Regions from separate parts of the Hordeum vulgare genome. Here regions 1 and 2 are each linked to region 3. A link is a contact called in public Hi-C data. All regions are on one chromosome and are shown on one strand. Each heading gives the region's core, a stretch centred on a gene start, on an enhancer-like site or on the middle of the called end of the contact. The rest is flanking DNA. Distances are from core to core; before and after follow the strand shown.

Evidence for each region. A called contact is a pair of places that touch in the nucleus more often than the background predicts.
Region 1: a Hi-C map of seedling shows a contact between it and region 3, with 5 times the contacts expected there. The contact joins the promoter of LOC123449148 here to the promoter of LOC123449150 in region 3. A contact is called at or near these places in 5 of 6 Hi-C or Micro-C datasets (leaf, seedling and an unstated tissue) and 1 of 1 datasets of contacts at active chromatin or transcription factors (embryo).
Region 2: a Hi-C map of seedling shows a contact between it and region 3, with 4 times the contacts expected there. The contact joins the promoter of LOC123446699 here to the promoter of LOC123449150 in region 3. A contact is called at or near these places in 1 of 6 Hi-C or Micro-C datasets (seedling) and 1 of 1 datasets of contacts at active chromatin or transcription factors (embryo).

The regions. Positions count from the first base shown.
Region 1 is chr4H:500,121,343-500,126,013 of MorexV3_pseudomolecules_assembly, forward strand. LOC123449148 (nucleolar protein dao-5-like) reads right to left here and starts at 2,902. Exons shown (of 7, transcript XM_045126252.1): 1 at 2,278-2,902; 2 at 1,867-1,956; 3 at 1,704-1,787; 4 at 1,467-1,634; 5 at 1,313-1,383. The coding sequence starts at 2,628.
Region 2 is chr4H:500,267,849-500,272,829 of MorexV3_pseudomolecules_assembly, forward strand. It overlaps LOC123446699, which reads left to right and starts at 2,215. Exons shown (of 1, transcript XM_045123256.1): 1 at 2,215-3,147. The coding sequence starts at 2,482. The coding sequence ends at 2,877.
Region 3 is chr4H:500,526,360-500,531,070 of MorexV3_pseudomolecules_assembly, forward strand. It overlaps LOC123449150 (UDP-glucuronate 4-epimerase 3-like), which reads right to left and starts at 2,664. Exons shown (of 1, transcript XM_045126254.1): 1 at 607-2,664. The coding sequence starts at 2,429. The coding sequence ends at 975. LOC123449151 (chloride conductance regulatory protein ICln) reads right to left here. Exons shown (of 7, transcript XM_045126255.1): 7 at 4,688-4,711.

The sequences.
Region 1 (4,671 bases), core at 1,652-4,151, 400 kb before region 3:
AAATGTTCTTATATGGGACCTGCACCAAGCCACATACCAGTTTTTGGAAAACACAGACTACTAAGCCAGGATTTTATTATCGGCGTAAGCAAATAACCATTCAGATTCTGTAGCTGCCCTTCATTATTTAACACCATAAATGAGTGGAGATTAAATATTCAGGTCCTTTCAAGTTTTAACTAAACTTGGTTCACCTTTGATATTGCATTAATCTACAGCCACCGATCATAATAGCTTCATGTTAGTGCAAGACACAGTGATCACTTTATTGTGTTCAGAAATAGTTTAACAATTTCAGATTGCTGATGTTCCACAAACACAGAATTGCATTATCATTCGAGCACAGTGGTATAAGTATTGTGCTATATGATTAATTGTAGTAAGTTCAGTATTATATCAAATTTAGAGAACATGTATATAAATATGAATGTGTTTCCATTTATATTATCTAGTTTCCCAGCTTCTAAGAGGAACTCTAACCCATCCCCAAAAATCCTTACCTCGACAAAAATTGCCATGGTTGGGAGTTAGACCCACCTAACCCATCCCCAGTACTCCTTCGAACTCCCGTGAAATTTTCGATAGCTCCCAAAAAACAGCTTTGGGAGGTATTGCTCCCTCCCAATACTTTTTTTGGCGGGAGAAAGTTTCCTTCTCCGTCACCTCCCGCCGCCACCAAAGTTGCCGACGGCAACAACACCGGCCATGTCGTCGGCTCGAGCCACGCCGCCACCTATCTCTGCCTCCCAAGCCATCAAGCCAGAGTTCGGGCTGCCACAGCCGCCGCGCTGAACCACCCCCACCTCCCAAGCCAAGAAGCAGCCTTCAGCGTCGTTGAGGCCGGGAATCGGTCATGCCCCCCCCCCCCCTCCAGCCCCCACGGCCGCCGTGGCAAGCTCTTGCCTCCCACCCAATAGGCAAAATGGGCAAAAGATATTTTCGTTTTCTTGTAATAATGTGGAAATATAGCGGAAATGTAACCTTTTTATGCAAAAGGAGGTGTGAATTAGACAGAAAAATGGGAGCCAAGTTTAGGGGATGGCTCAGTTACCTCTCAATACCCAGAAATTATTGGGAGTTAAGTTTTGGAGATAGGTTAGGGTTCCTTAAGTTCATGAAATTATGAGGTGGAGAATTCTCCAACTTATTCCAAAAAATAAAAAATACATATCCAGCTAAAATTCAGGGGGGGGGGGGGCTGCTGTGATTCTTGAAGCAACAAGTTGGTTTAAATACCCTGTACAAGGTACCATTATACCTAGTTGGGTAGGTACAAAAAAAGATACCGTGTTTCATAGATGTGGTATCTCACCAGAATGCAGCCATTTCACTATCGGGCACCTGCTCATAGAGTGATTCATAAAATATCCTCAGTGGATCCCTCTGTAACAAGAAGGAAAAGGATTATTGCTCCGCATGAAAGGAATCAGAACATATCAGATAGTGAGATGTCATAATGGTTATACTTCAGGAGGAGGATCATGTTTCTGCCCTGGCAATTCATACACCTTCCTCTCCTTCTTCACCGCAGCAGCCCCCTCCTTCTTCACCTCAGCAGCCCCCTCCTTCTTCACCCCAGCAGCCTTCTTTTCAGCTTTCTTGATACCAACTTCCTTCTTTATTTTCTTTTCCTCCTTCAACGAATCAAGATGATAATTTAGCAACTAAACAAACAACAAACATAAATCACGAAAATGGCATACCTTTGTATCATATTCATCTTTTGGTTTCTTAGTCTTGGAGACCTTGGGCTTACTCGCAGCTGCACTTCTCTTCTGTGATTTTGGCTGAAATATCCACACCTACTAACCTCAACAATAGAATTCAACGAAAATAAATCTGGAACAAGAGAAGAATAATTGCAACCTTGCATTCATCATCGGAACCGGTTTCTTCTTTCTTTACTTTAGAAGTCTTCACCTTGCTATTGCTAGTGCTTTTCTGCTTCTCATTTCCCTAAAAGACAGAGCAATGTTATCTTTATACTAGGCAAGAAAGACTGGAAGAAACCAGTAGATAAAATCTAAAACATCTCCCAGTTGAAGGTAATTTTCCCATAAGAAAATAAAATAAAATGGATATGCTATGAATCAATGTTCGTAGCTTGAACAGACCACCCTCCCGTTTTTAGCCTAATTGAAAACGTTGTACGGAGACATGTCCAGATCTAAGAAAAGAATTGGCCTACGCGTTTACGAATCCTCAGCGATTGACAGTAGGCTCATAAGAAATACAAAAATATCAATCAATTCAATCAATAAAACAATTGGAACAAACCTTCTTGGCCCTTGAACTCGAAATCGGAGTGTACTCATATTCGTCCTCGTCGTCGTCGTCTTCTTCTTCCTCCTCCTCGTAATCCTCCTCGTACTCCATCTTTTTCTCCTTCTTTGCACCCCCATTGCTCGCCTTTTTGGCCCGAGAACGCGCAAGCGGAACGTCGTCATCGTCGTCCTCCTCCTCCTTCTTGACCTTGGAGGCACTCGCCGCGCTCGCTTTCTTCTTGGGTCGAGAGAAGGCCAGCGGCACGTTGTCCTCGTCGTCTTCGTCATCCACTTCCTTCTTGAGAGGATTGTGCAGCGTCGCGGTTCCTGCGGAAAGCGCGGCGGCGGCGTCTTCTCCGGCCATTGCTGCGGTGGTGGTGAGGCGAGGGTTTCGGCTTTTCGCGGTCGGTTTTGGGGGGGAAATGGGAGAGAGACCCGAGGGGCCGAGCTGGTGGACAAGGAGGAATAACGACAGAGGATTTAGACGGAGGGATGAAGGATGCCCTCACCAGCGCCGGCGGTCGGATGGCGGCGCTGGGGCGCTTGCGCCTATCGGCCGATGGGGAATAGGCAGAGGCGGCGGCGCTTGCCCTCCGTGGTCCGGAGGAAGGAAAGAGCGGAAGGGGTTCAATCCCGGATGACCAAAGGCCGTATTAATCTGGGCTAGCGAGAAATAGTCTGATTCCTTCCGGGCCGCCACTATGATTCAAGTTGGGCCAGGCGGGCTTCGACGGCCTGGACTGCCGAAGGGGAAAGGCAAATCCCCGCGTGCTCTTTTGAGGCAGAATGTCGACCGCACGCACAGACTCCTGAGAGCTTGTTCGGTTCTTGGAGAATTGAAGGGGTTGGGAAGGGATTGGGAGGGATTAAATCTCCTACAAGTCAAATTTCACCTTAATCTCTTCCAATCCTCTTCAATCCCCTCCTGTCTGGGATTAACCGAACAAGGCCTGAGTAGGCGGTCCAAAAAAAGACTCCGCTCAACAGGGTTTGAACCTGAGACCACACACTTCGAAGAAGTACGGCTAGCCAATCGAGGTAGAGAGTTACCCGGTTTATAACGCAGCGCAAAATATTGAGAACAAAACCTAGCACACATCCAAACACTTTTTAAATTTTGTATGCAAAATGTTATTTTGAGAAAAAAAACGTGAAGGTTGTATGAAATAGCAAACATTTATAGAAAATGCTGAATAAATTTTGAAAAACTCAACCAATTCGAAAAATGCAAACGGGATTTTTTCTAAAATTCTCCCAGAAATAGAAAACGTGAATGTTTTTTTGAAATCAGAATAATTTTCAAATTCTAAAAAATGGATATGTAAACATTTTTCTAAAAATGGGAACCTATTTTGAAACTCCCCAAAAAAACTTGAAAACATGAACAGTTTTAAAGACTTGCGTACATATTTTGAAACTCCCGAACAAAAATTCAAACATGAACCTTTTTAGGAATTTGCGAACAATTCGTTAAATGGAAATATTTATTGAAACTCTCAACAAAATTTGAAAACATGAACATTTTTAGAAAATTTGTGACAAATTGTGAAATGGAAAGATATTTTGAAACTCCCAAACAAAAATTCAAATATGAGCATTTTTTGGAATATGTGAACAATTCTTTAAATTGAAACATTTACTGAAACTCCCAACAAAACTTGAAAACATGTACATTTTTTTAAATTGGTGATCAAATTCAGAAATGAGAAGGTCTTTAACTAAAGTAGCGATCTAGATGCTCTTATATTAGCTTATAGAAGGAGTAGATTTTTCTGAAAAATGATCATTTTCTATAATATGGAAATATTTTTTAAATCTCCCAAAAATTTAATACATGAATATTTTTTTTGAAACCGGAACATTTTTAAAATTCACATAAAAATTGGGATATGGAAATATTTTTGAAAAATGGAAACATTTTTTGAAACCCCCGAACAAAACTTGAAAACATGAACAATTTTTAAAATTTGGAACTCCCAAACAAAAATTCAAACCTTATTTTTTTTGGAATTTGTAAACAATTCTTTAGATGGAAACATTTATTGAAACTCCTAATGAAATTTGAAAATATGAACATTTTTTAAAATTTGTGAAGAAATTTTGAAATGAGAAAAAATAAATTAAACAACCCAACATAATTTGAAAACATGAAAAAAAATGTATAGCTTTTCTTTAAGACCAAACTTTTATATAATATGGGAACATTTTTTAGAACACAATAAAAAAATTGAACTCGTCAACAAAAATCAATAACAAGCATATTTTCGTAATTTCTAATATTTTTAGAATTTTAGAAAAGAAATAGAAACTCTTAAGAGCAAAAAGGAAAAAAAAAATGATAATTGAAAAATCAAATAAAGAAACAAAAAAACGAAGCAAGAAAAAGAAGCAGAAAAACGAAAAACAA
Region 2 (4,981 bases), core at 965-3,464, 260 kb before region 3:
ACATGCAAATGTTAGTGCTGCTTGAGAGGGAACAAATGCCATAATATGTGAGGCACCGAGGCGTGGCGCTCGGTGCTGCAAGTCGATGTTGCAAGAGCGACGATCTGAGGTTGTGAGCAGCAGTTATGTATGTTCTCATCACAGTTATTGTGATGGTATGGTAAGGGTAGCCAATGGTCCATTTGACGCTACAGTCTTTGAAGACAAACAAAAATCACATAGTTTGGGTCACAACGGTGTTGCCTTGGAGCATCTCCAATAGGTGTTGTATATGTAAAAATAATTAACTTATACAACACTTAGGCCCAAAAACAGTGCTCCAAGAGGTGTTGTATATGTAATTTGTTTTACAACACCAGCTCCAAGTGTTGTAAAAATTTCACCTTGGTGTTGCGAATATACAACACAAAGGCTAGGTGTTGTAAAACGGCCAGCTGCGCGCCAACCCCAACCGTCACTTCCCTCCCTTTCCTTCTCCCCACCTCCCACCGCGCGACCGCCGCCGCCATCTAGATCCGACACCGGCCGGTCGAACGACGCCCGCGCGACCGCCCCCGCGACAGATCCGGCGCCGCCGTCCACCCCGCAACCGCTTCCCCCAATTTCCGGTCGCCGCTCGTGGCCCGACGTCGCGAATCGACCGCTCCGTCGCCACCGTCTCGATTCACCGTCGCCGGTCGCTCGCCTCTCCCTCGCGCCCATCGGCTGTCACCCGCCGCCCTCTCCACCGCGCCCACGGCCTCGATTCGCCGTCGCCGAGTCGCCTCTCCGTCGCCGCCCGCCATTGCTTCGTCGTCATCGCCATGCCGCCGGGTAAGACCCCCAAGAGCAAGACGGGGTTCTTCGGCGTGAGGGAGAAGCCCTCCGGCAACTACGTGGCGGAGTTCACTAACGCCGCCCGCTCTTTTTGGCTCGGCACCTACCCCACCGTCCACGAGGCCGCGTGTGCCTACGACGCGGCGGTGTGGCGTGCCGGGAGGCCGAGGAAGGACCTCAGCTTCCCGGGGATCGAGACCAAGGCGGCTGCGGAGATGCTCGTGCCGGAGGGCATCCACATGGAGGAGATCACGGCGAAGAAGAAGATCAAGAAGAAGAGGCCCGTCGTTGTCATCACTTGCGGCGAGAGTGACGAGGTCGCGATGATGAGGTTTGCACGTGAGCATCCGAAGTACGTGCAGACCGAGCAGGAATTCTACTGAAAGCGCCATGCCGAGCAGAAGAAGAAGATCAAGGAGGAGGACGAGGCCGGACCCTCGACGGTGATCCCTATCGAGTCCTTGGAGGAGGAATGGGGTGGTTGGGGGAGGTGGTGGAGGAGGAGGAGGAGGACGACGACGACGATGATCCGAGCAACGATGAGTTCTGGGATCGGCTCGTGAGATCCGACGACGATGAGTAGATGTAGTTGTAGCAAGGATGAGTTCGAACTAGTAGTACTATTGTAGTAGATGAATCTAGTATCTCGAGTTAAACTAGTAGTACTATGTTTAATTATGTTTGGAATGAAGTAGTTCAATTTTCTATGTTTGAAGTATGCATTTAAAATAAAATAGTAGTTTAAATTTAGTTTTACAACACCATTTACAACATCTATTGAAGTTGGAGTTTTACTGCACGAATATACAACATCTGTTGGAATTGGTCGATTTTTTATGATATAAAAAGCATTTTTTTAATGTTGTAAATTATACAACACCTAATATACAACATCAAAATATACAATATCTAATGGAGGTGCTCTTAGAAGATCCGGTGCGCGGTCAGTCTCACTTTCCCTCACCTTTAGGCCTAAATCAGGGCCGAGCCTTAAGCCTGAATTATTGGACCGTGGGAATAATACTTGTCTACTTGAATGGACAGTCCAGAAAGCTCCACTTTAACATTCCGACTAGACTAGCGTATCGGACAGACCGTTCTACGAATACTCACACCTTGTCCCTCCACCTCATCAATTACTCTTCACTCCACCCCCACATATCAGCATCACAAGTTATACTATGCGAAGAAAGAATATCATCGTGTTCCCAAACATACATCATGTTACACGTAAAGCTAATGATAATCGCGTTTTCTCTGAACCTCTCCCCGCCACGCGTACACCACCACCCGCAGCACAAAGACTTTTTTTGGGTTGCTGTTTTGCTGATGGGGACGTCCACTGGGAGCTCATCATGCTGTGATACCTGAAGCAGACAGCGCCAAATCCCGTCCCATTTAGACCACTCGATTGATCACTCTGCCCCCATTAATCTCGTAGCACGGGTCCAGCCGTCCAGGTGAGTAATCTATTCACCAAAGTCCACAAGCCCACAGGCTCCGCTCCACGCACGAGCTTTCAATCCATCCGCCTCCTCCGCCGGGCGCGCCAGGCCACAGCCACACTCGCAACACGCTAGCAGTTACGCGCCCCACTTTCCCCACGTCGCAGGCCAAGCAAACACCAGCGAGAGCGAGGCAAGGCAAAGAAGCAGCCGGGCAGCCATGTCGTACTACGACCGGCGCGGGGAGTCGTCGGTGCTGGAGGCGTTCACGCTGTCGCCGCTGCCATACCCGGTGATCCTGATCCTGATGATGGTGACGCTGCTGCTGGGGGTGTCGTGGTTCTTCTCCTACGAGGACTTCATGGAGGAGGCGTCGGAGCAGTTCAGCTGGATCCTGCTGGGCGTGCCCATCGCGCTCGTCCTCCTCATCCGCTGGATCTCCTCCGTCGACACCTTCGAGGGCTACTTCGGCTTCTACCCCAGCGAGAGCCGCTGGAGGGGCTACCCGGCCGCGCCCTCCGAGGGCAGCTCCCCATGGGGCGTTGCCATGGTCGTCGTCCTCCTGCTCGTCCTCGCCAGCTTCCACTCCACCTTCCGGGACATGTGGAAGCCTTGATCCTCGATGCTCCGACTGATACCTCGTATGTACTACGTGTGTGTGTATGTATGTATGTGATTCCATCGTATCAATCCATGTAGTAGTACACAGTATGAATGATTGTTGCTTCAAGGCGGTTGCTGCACCTGCGCCATGCCTTTCCTCCTGTACATAGATGAAGAACGTTATATTCTGCTAGCTGAAAGTTATAGAGCTTGAGTGTTGCTCATCTGTACCGGTTCTTGTTCTATCTTTTACTGAATGAATCAATAGGTTTCTGTCGGAAAACTTACTCTCATCTGCGGCACCTTATAATCAATCATTCTGTCGAAATATTTGATGTCCTTCCTTCTTCATCAACGTATACATGTCTTTTTTCTTCCTTTTCTTAAACCGGGTTACGCTTGGTGGGAGCAATCATAGACAGAAGCTTCACAAAGGAAGGTACGAACGGTGGGACACAGTGGGTAGACGAAACACGATAAGGGGCATAGAAGACTAGAGAGTTCTGGGAGACGCGGGCAATCATGACACTTGTTCGTTTGGGTAGTTTCCCTCTGCGAACGTATCTCGGCCCGTAGCCACAATCTTGTCCTGTCGTCCGCCTGGTGCTGGTGGTGCTAGGAAGATTGCCGACGCCACGATGACAAACATGGGCAAAGATAAGGAGAGGTTGTTGGTCCGTCAAAGGATATCACTTGTACGTATGTGCAATTCTGCATGACGCACAGAAACCTTGTTAGACATGAGAAAGATCCCGAAAAACCTGCAGGTACCACTGGGATTGCGCAACCATGTTGTCGTGGGTATAAGCCTGACAGTAGATGTGTAGGGTACGAAGGAGATGGGCAGAGTCCTAGCTACGGCGAGGTTGTATGAGTTCAGGCCCCTCTGCGGTGGAGGTAACAACCCTACGTCTCAGTGCTCTCGGAGCTTGTTACCGAGTGTGATATGGAGTACAAAGATTTGCTAACCCTTTTACCAGTGGGGGAGGACGGCTTATATAGAGTGCGCTGTCCTTCACAACGGTTCTGATTCAAGGGTGGAGTAGTGGCGATTGAATGCATACGTTACATGTAACGTATGCTCTAAATGCTAGTAAATGCGCTCGGAAACGTACAGCAGTTTCCCTCCAGAGAGGTTACGGCGCACCGAGTGTATCCAGTGGATAGGCCCGGTGTTCTCCGAATGTTAGTCTCCGACTGGATGATTCCGGGCCTGCTACCGACTGGATGATGGGGGACCTTAATTTAGTCGGGGCGTACTTAAGGTCCTGTCCCTTGTGTGGGGTAGTCCTTGGGTAGGACGTGTAGGGCAGGCCTATGACCCTACCCTAGGACTATGACCCCATCATTAGTCCCCGAATGGATTGGAGTTGAAACGTCGAAACAGTGCTTGAGGTTCAGATCTGACTGAACTAGGTTCGGCTTGGGCATTGCTTGCCCTTATCCATTTTATCTCTCTCTCGACCAACGCTCCGAGTGGAAGTGCTTGCGAAACAGACTGTCGGGAACCGAGTGCTTCCACGCGACTGGTCAACTGACAGCGGCGGATTTTCCGGGATCTCAAATTTCGGGTTCCGCACGCTTAGCGGGGACGACGTCAACGCGCTCGAGTAGCGCCTGACTCCTCGATCCTCGCGCCTTCAACTCCTCCACTGATATCGTCGCGGCCGGTTGGGCAGATAAGATTTCGGGCCCGCTCTCCAGCGACCCAGTCGGTGCTCTATTTAACTCTGGGCGACGAGACCTTTCGGTTACGCTCGTCGAATCCTTTGCTCTTGCTTGCTCCGTCTTCCTTGCCACCTCCTGCGCCTATACGCCCTTCTCTTCCCCTCCTTCTCGAGAGCTCACCGTCGCCGCCATGACCAAAGGCCAGACCAGCAAGATGGAGGCGAGGAAGAAGAAGAAGACCAAGGCGGCGGCTGCTCAACGGCGGCAGCGGCCGTTGCCGGCAGGGTGGATCCAGGGAGACTTTCTCCCCTCCACGGTGACGGAGGGGGACCTGCTGGAGCTGGTAGAGCATGGCAAGCTCGTGCATAAGTCCTGGAGGCTGCCGGCGGACGACGAGGTCGAGCCGGCGCCACGGGAGGGGGAGCGCGTCTTGCTCCTCAGCCATGTTC
Region 3 (4,711 bases), core at 1,414-3,913:
GTAGAATACAATATGAATAAAAGTCCAACAGGAAATGTAGCTCAAAGTAAAGAAAAAGACTGGATTGCTATAGTAACAAGTAGTGATCAGATCTTCCCATCGGCATAAACCTTCGGACAGTCTGAATTTATGTTTCAGATTTCTAGACAATTGGCAATTCTCATACCATAGCATTCAACCATCCGCATATCAAAAGTATAAGTAGTATCAGTTCCTTTAATAGGTCTAGTAGTTCATAATCAGAAAGCCAGATCAGACAATTCGAGCACATGAACATGAGCACGTCGCAATTGCTATAATATCAGCTATACTGGTGACCAAAGATGCAAGTACATTTAATCTGTCTTAGAAAAGTTGCATCACACTAGCACTCACGAATTCATGATGAACCAATAAGAAATATATCATAGTAATATTGATCAGTACAGACAAAAGAAATACTCCATCACACGAGTCGTATCCCCAGAGGAAAAGCTAGATTTTGAGATTGTCAGGGCAAAGACATGTTTTATACCACAGGTGCACGGCATATGCACCGCCATCCAGGAAACTAGCATGAATTTCAGTAAGATATGATAGGGTTCAGACTCACGAGAGAACTAAATATTGATCAAAGCTACTTCTCAATTGAACAAAAGAAACAGTCATGATATACTTCCTTCTCTCTCGTGGTACAAATGTCACTAAAAGAATCTATCGTAGTCTTTGCAATGCACAGCCCGCTCCCCAAAATGATTGAATAATCTTCCTAGCAGTGTCATCCTAAGAACCAACTAATGGAACTAGGGAGTGATGCGCAGCTACAGGGAAGCAAACAGAAGCAACAGTTTTCAACACTAACTACTTCATGCTTGTTTCGTTTCACTTGAAGGCGCTGGGTAAAACGGGCCTCTCAAAATCTGATGAATCAAGTACTGGACTAGAACTCTGATACACACCGTCAGAAGAGGGCCATCCAGAAACTGAATAGTCAGTCATCTTGCGCTGCTGCTCGTGCTGCCGTTCCGACCACGTGAACCCTTGCCGTTGCTACTGCCATGCTGCTTCTGCTTCACAGCCAACTCAGGATTGTAGTACTCAAGATACCACCGCACAAACTTCTTGAGCCCTGTTTGGAGATCAGTGGATGGCCGGTACCCAAGCTCCCGCTGTGCAAGGCTGATGTTGGCATGCGTGTAGGGCACATCCCCATTCCTTGGCATCTTGACAACCCTCCTCACAGCCTTCACCTTGAGCATCTTCTCCAGTAAATCCACAAGCTGTGTCACCGGCACTGGAGAAGTGTTCCCCAAATTGTATGTCCTGAATGGCGCTGGCCCTCGCTTCTTGCCGCCGCTGCCTGTGCTCCGCCCAGCTGTATCCAATGCCCCAATACATCCTTTCACAATATCATCAATGTAGGTGAAATCCCTGGAAATGGTGGTCTGGTGTGTGCCTCCACCGGAGCTCTCATAGACCGTGATTGGCCGACCAGCAAGAATATCCCGGGTGAAGAAGAAGTATGCCATGTCGGGGCGCCCCCACGGCCCATACACAGTGAAAAACCGGAGCGCGGTGAGCGAGAGCCCATAGATGTGGTTGTAGACATGAGCGATCTCCTCACCGGCCTTCTTGGTGGCCGCATAGAGAGACGCGGGTCGGTCCGTCCTGTCATGCTCGGAGAAAGGCACATGGGAGTTGAGCCCGTACACCGAAGACGAGGATGCCCAGACGATCGCCGGCTGCGGGTCCGCGGCGCGAGCCGCCTCGAGCAGCGCGACGAGGCCAGCGACGTTCGCCCGCACATACGACATGGGGTCAACGAGCGCGTGGCGCACGCCCGCCTGGGCCGCGAGGTGCAGGACGTGCGTGAAGGGCGCGACGTCGAAGAGCTTGGCGAGGAGCTCGGCGTCTGCGATGTCGCCGTCGACGACGTAGACCCCTGAGCGCGCGAGCAGCGCGGCCCGGCCGCGCTTGAGGGCGGGGTCGTAGTAGTCGTTGAAGTTGTCGAGGCCCAGGACGCCGTCGCCGCGGCGGCGCAGCGCCGCGGCGGCGTGGCAGCCGACGAAGCCCGCGGCGCCGGTGACGAGGACGGAGAGGCCGGCGCGGCCGCCGGGGCGCCTGGCGCGGGCGGAGGCCCGCACCTTCTTCTCCCACGCGGCGCCGCCCCATGCGGCGGCGGAGTCGGGGTGGGCGTGGAGGGAGCGGCGCGGCGAGTCGGGGGAGGCGCGCGGGGAGGGGGCGGAGGAGGGGGCGAGGAGGAGGAAGGCGAGGAGCAGCGAGAGGGAGCAGACGGACCAGAAGGCGAGCTTGGAGAGGAGCGAGGGCGGGTGGTGGTGGCGCGGGGCCAGGCGGTGGTGGTGGTGGTAGTGGTGGAACTGCGGCTTGGCGGGCGCGGCGCCGGCCGCCGCCGCCGCCGAGCCGGGCGCGCCGGTCAGCTGCGGCGCCATCTCGATCTGCGGCAATGCGGGCTGCCCCCCTCCCCCCGCTGGATCTCGGGATTGGTTGGGGGCTGGGGCTGCGCTCGGGTTTGGAGGGCTTTTTTTCCGCTTCCCGTCTCTTTTCTCTTCGATTCCTACTCTCCTCGCCTCGGTTCGTTTCGGTTTCTCTTTTGTTTTGTTTTGTTTTGGGGGCCGATTTCCCCCGGCGCTACATTTGAGGAGAAATCAGCCCGTCGTGGGGATTCCTTCCTTTCCCCTCCGTTTTCTGTTTGTTTTAGATTTTCCAGGAGCCCACCCACCCAGCCAATGACCGCCTGGGCTTTCCTACTTCTGACGAATCATCATCATCGTCATCATCATCATAGTAAGTAATATAATCTCTTTCCCCTTTTCTTCTTCGTTTCCATTTCCTCATTTCGGTTGAGAAGATTGCGATGCCGGCCGACCGATGGATCCGCACTTCAAATTTCGAACGTGAAACGCTACTGGAATTACTAGATTTACGGACGCTTAGATTAGCACTATCTTCCCCTTAGGTAGTACCGTACAGTTTTTACTTTCTTCTGAAGGGGAAATTTGAGGATCAATCTGTAACCTCTCGGATAATTTTCCTTCCTTTTTTTTTTGAACAAATGTAACCTCTGCTAATAAACGCGAGATAAACTGCAAAAGTAAGCAGGCCTCCTTCATCTCATTATTAGTATTATTATCATAATAAAATGCAAAAGCAGAAATACTACATGTGATTATACACGGGTGGTTGCAAAGCAGCCGGTGTGTGTTGGTTTCTTCCTTTTGCGGCTTTTTGTAACCAGTGGATGCGTGGCAACGTGGCCCTGCCTGGCTGGCCTACAAGGAGGAACGGAAACGACTGACTTGGCTGCATCCTTTCTTGTTTGTTGTTGTTGGGGAACCTCACTCATCAGATTATTAGTGCTCCCGATCACGATCATCGCTACTAGTACTAATCCTTATCATCCGGCGGGATTTTCAGATGTGTACCGCTCCTGGGGGCCGGTCGATGGTCCTACGTACGGCCCGACCCTGCCCTACCAATGGTCGGGTCACGGGATAAGGATTGGGTTCTCGTTTCGGCCAATAGAATCGGATAGGGCACTGTCGGCACAGCTTTGTTCTCGCCGATCAGGCAGCCCCGGCCCAGTTGTTGCCTTGATCTTTTTTATGTGCTCTGCTGCGTGTATATCCGTGTCTCGCTTTGCCATCACACACGAGACACGACGACATGATCCGCAAACGGCTCATTTCGTCTTGCCGTTCTAGAAACCAGATGGAAATGTATGCATGATGATAGGTATGGCTCAACAGAAGGGGAGGAGAGAAAGAGAATGCCGTGATACGCACTCACATGGGTGCGCATAAGCTGTGCCGCTGATGCATAATGGCAATATAGCATAGTGCTTGTGAACACTATAAAATTTGGACAGTGATCGGATGCCGTTTGGCTTATACGTACAGTGAGGCTGTTGTTATTCCCCCTGATTGAAAAGAGACGGAAGGAAGGAAGGAAGGGCATCATGTGCCTTGAGTGCGTATCATTTTGACTTGGCGACGAAGCGTCTATCGGCCCAATGGGTGGCAGGTGGCGGTGCCAGAGCTCCACACTCAAGGTCAGATCACACACACAACGGGTTGAATAATCTATCTACTACCCAAGGATGCTGGTCAAGCGCGCGCAGCATTCCCGGCCGCGTCTCCAGACCTGCCACCGCACGCGAGGGGAAAGGTCGGTGCACGAACTTGTTGCCGTGGCAGCGCCGGAGCGTGGCGGGCGCACGCGGGAGACGTGCCGCGCGCGCGCTGGGGCTTGCTCGGCTGTCGTGCTCGGCTTGGCCCGGCCCGTCCGATCGTGCACGCTCTTGTCTTGGGGTAGGTGACGCCTACACGTGCGCATGCGGCCGCGCCCAAGTGATCAGAACGAGATATCCTCCGCACGTAGCGTGAATATTCGCCGCTATACGCTCCCGTCCAATAGTGTGGCCCTGGCAACCAATTGAGACCACCTCTATCCTGCATACAAGTATCGGCCCTTTCGGAAGTAGCAATGAAACACGAAGTGCTCCACCGCAAACAACCAGTACACGCTGCGTATGTCACGCACCCGCCGTCTGGCATTTTGTACTTAAAGTATAATTTAAGACAATTGGCGACCAACTGGAGTTAAACGTTATAACTTGCCAGCATGGTTCAGCTGTTCGAACAGCAGCAGCAGCAAACAACATTTCCACCATGGCAGGGCAGAAGAACGCTTTCGAAAAGAGTACAAGTTACTA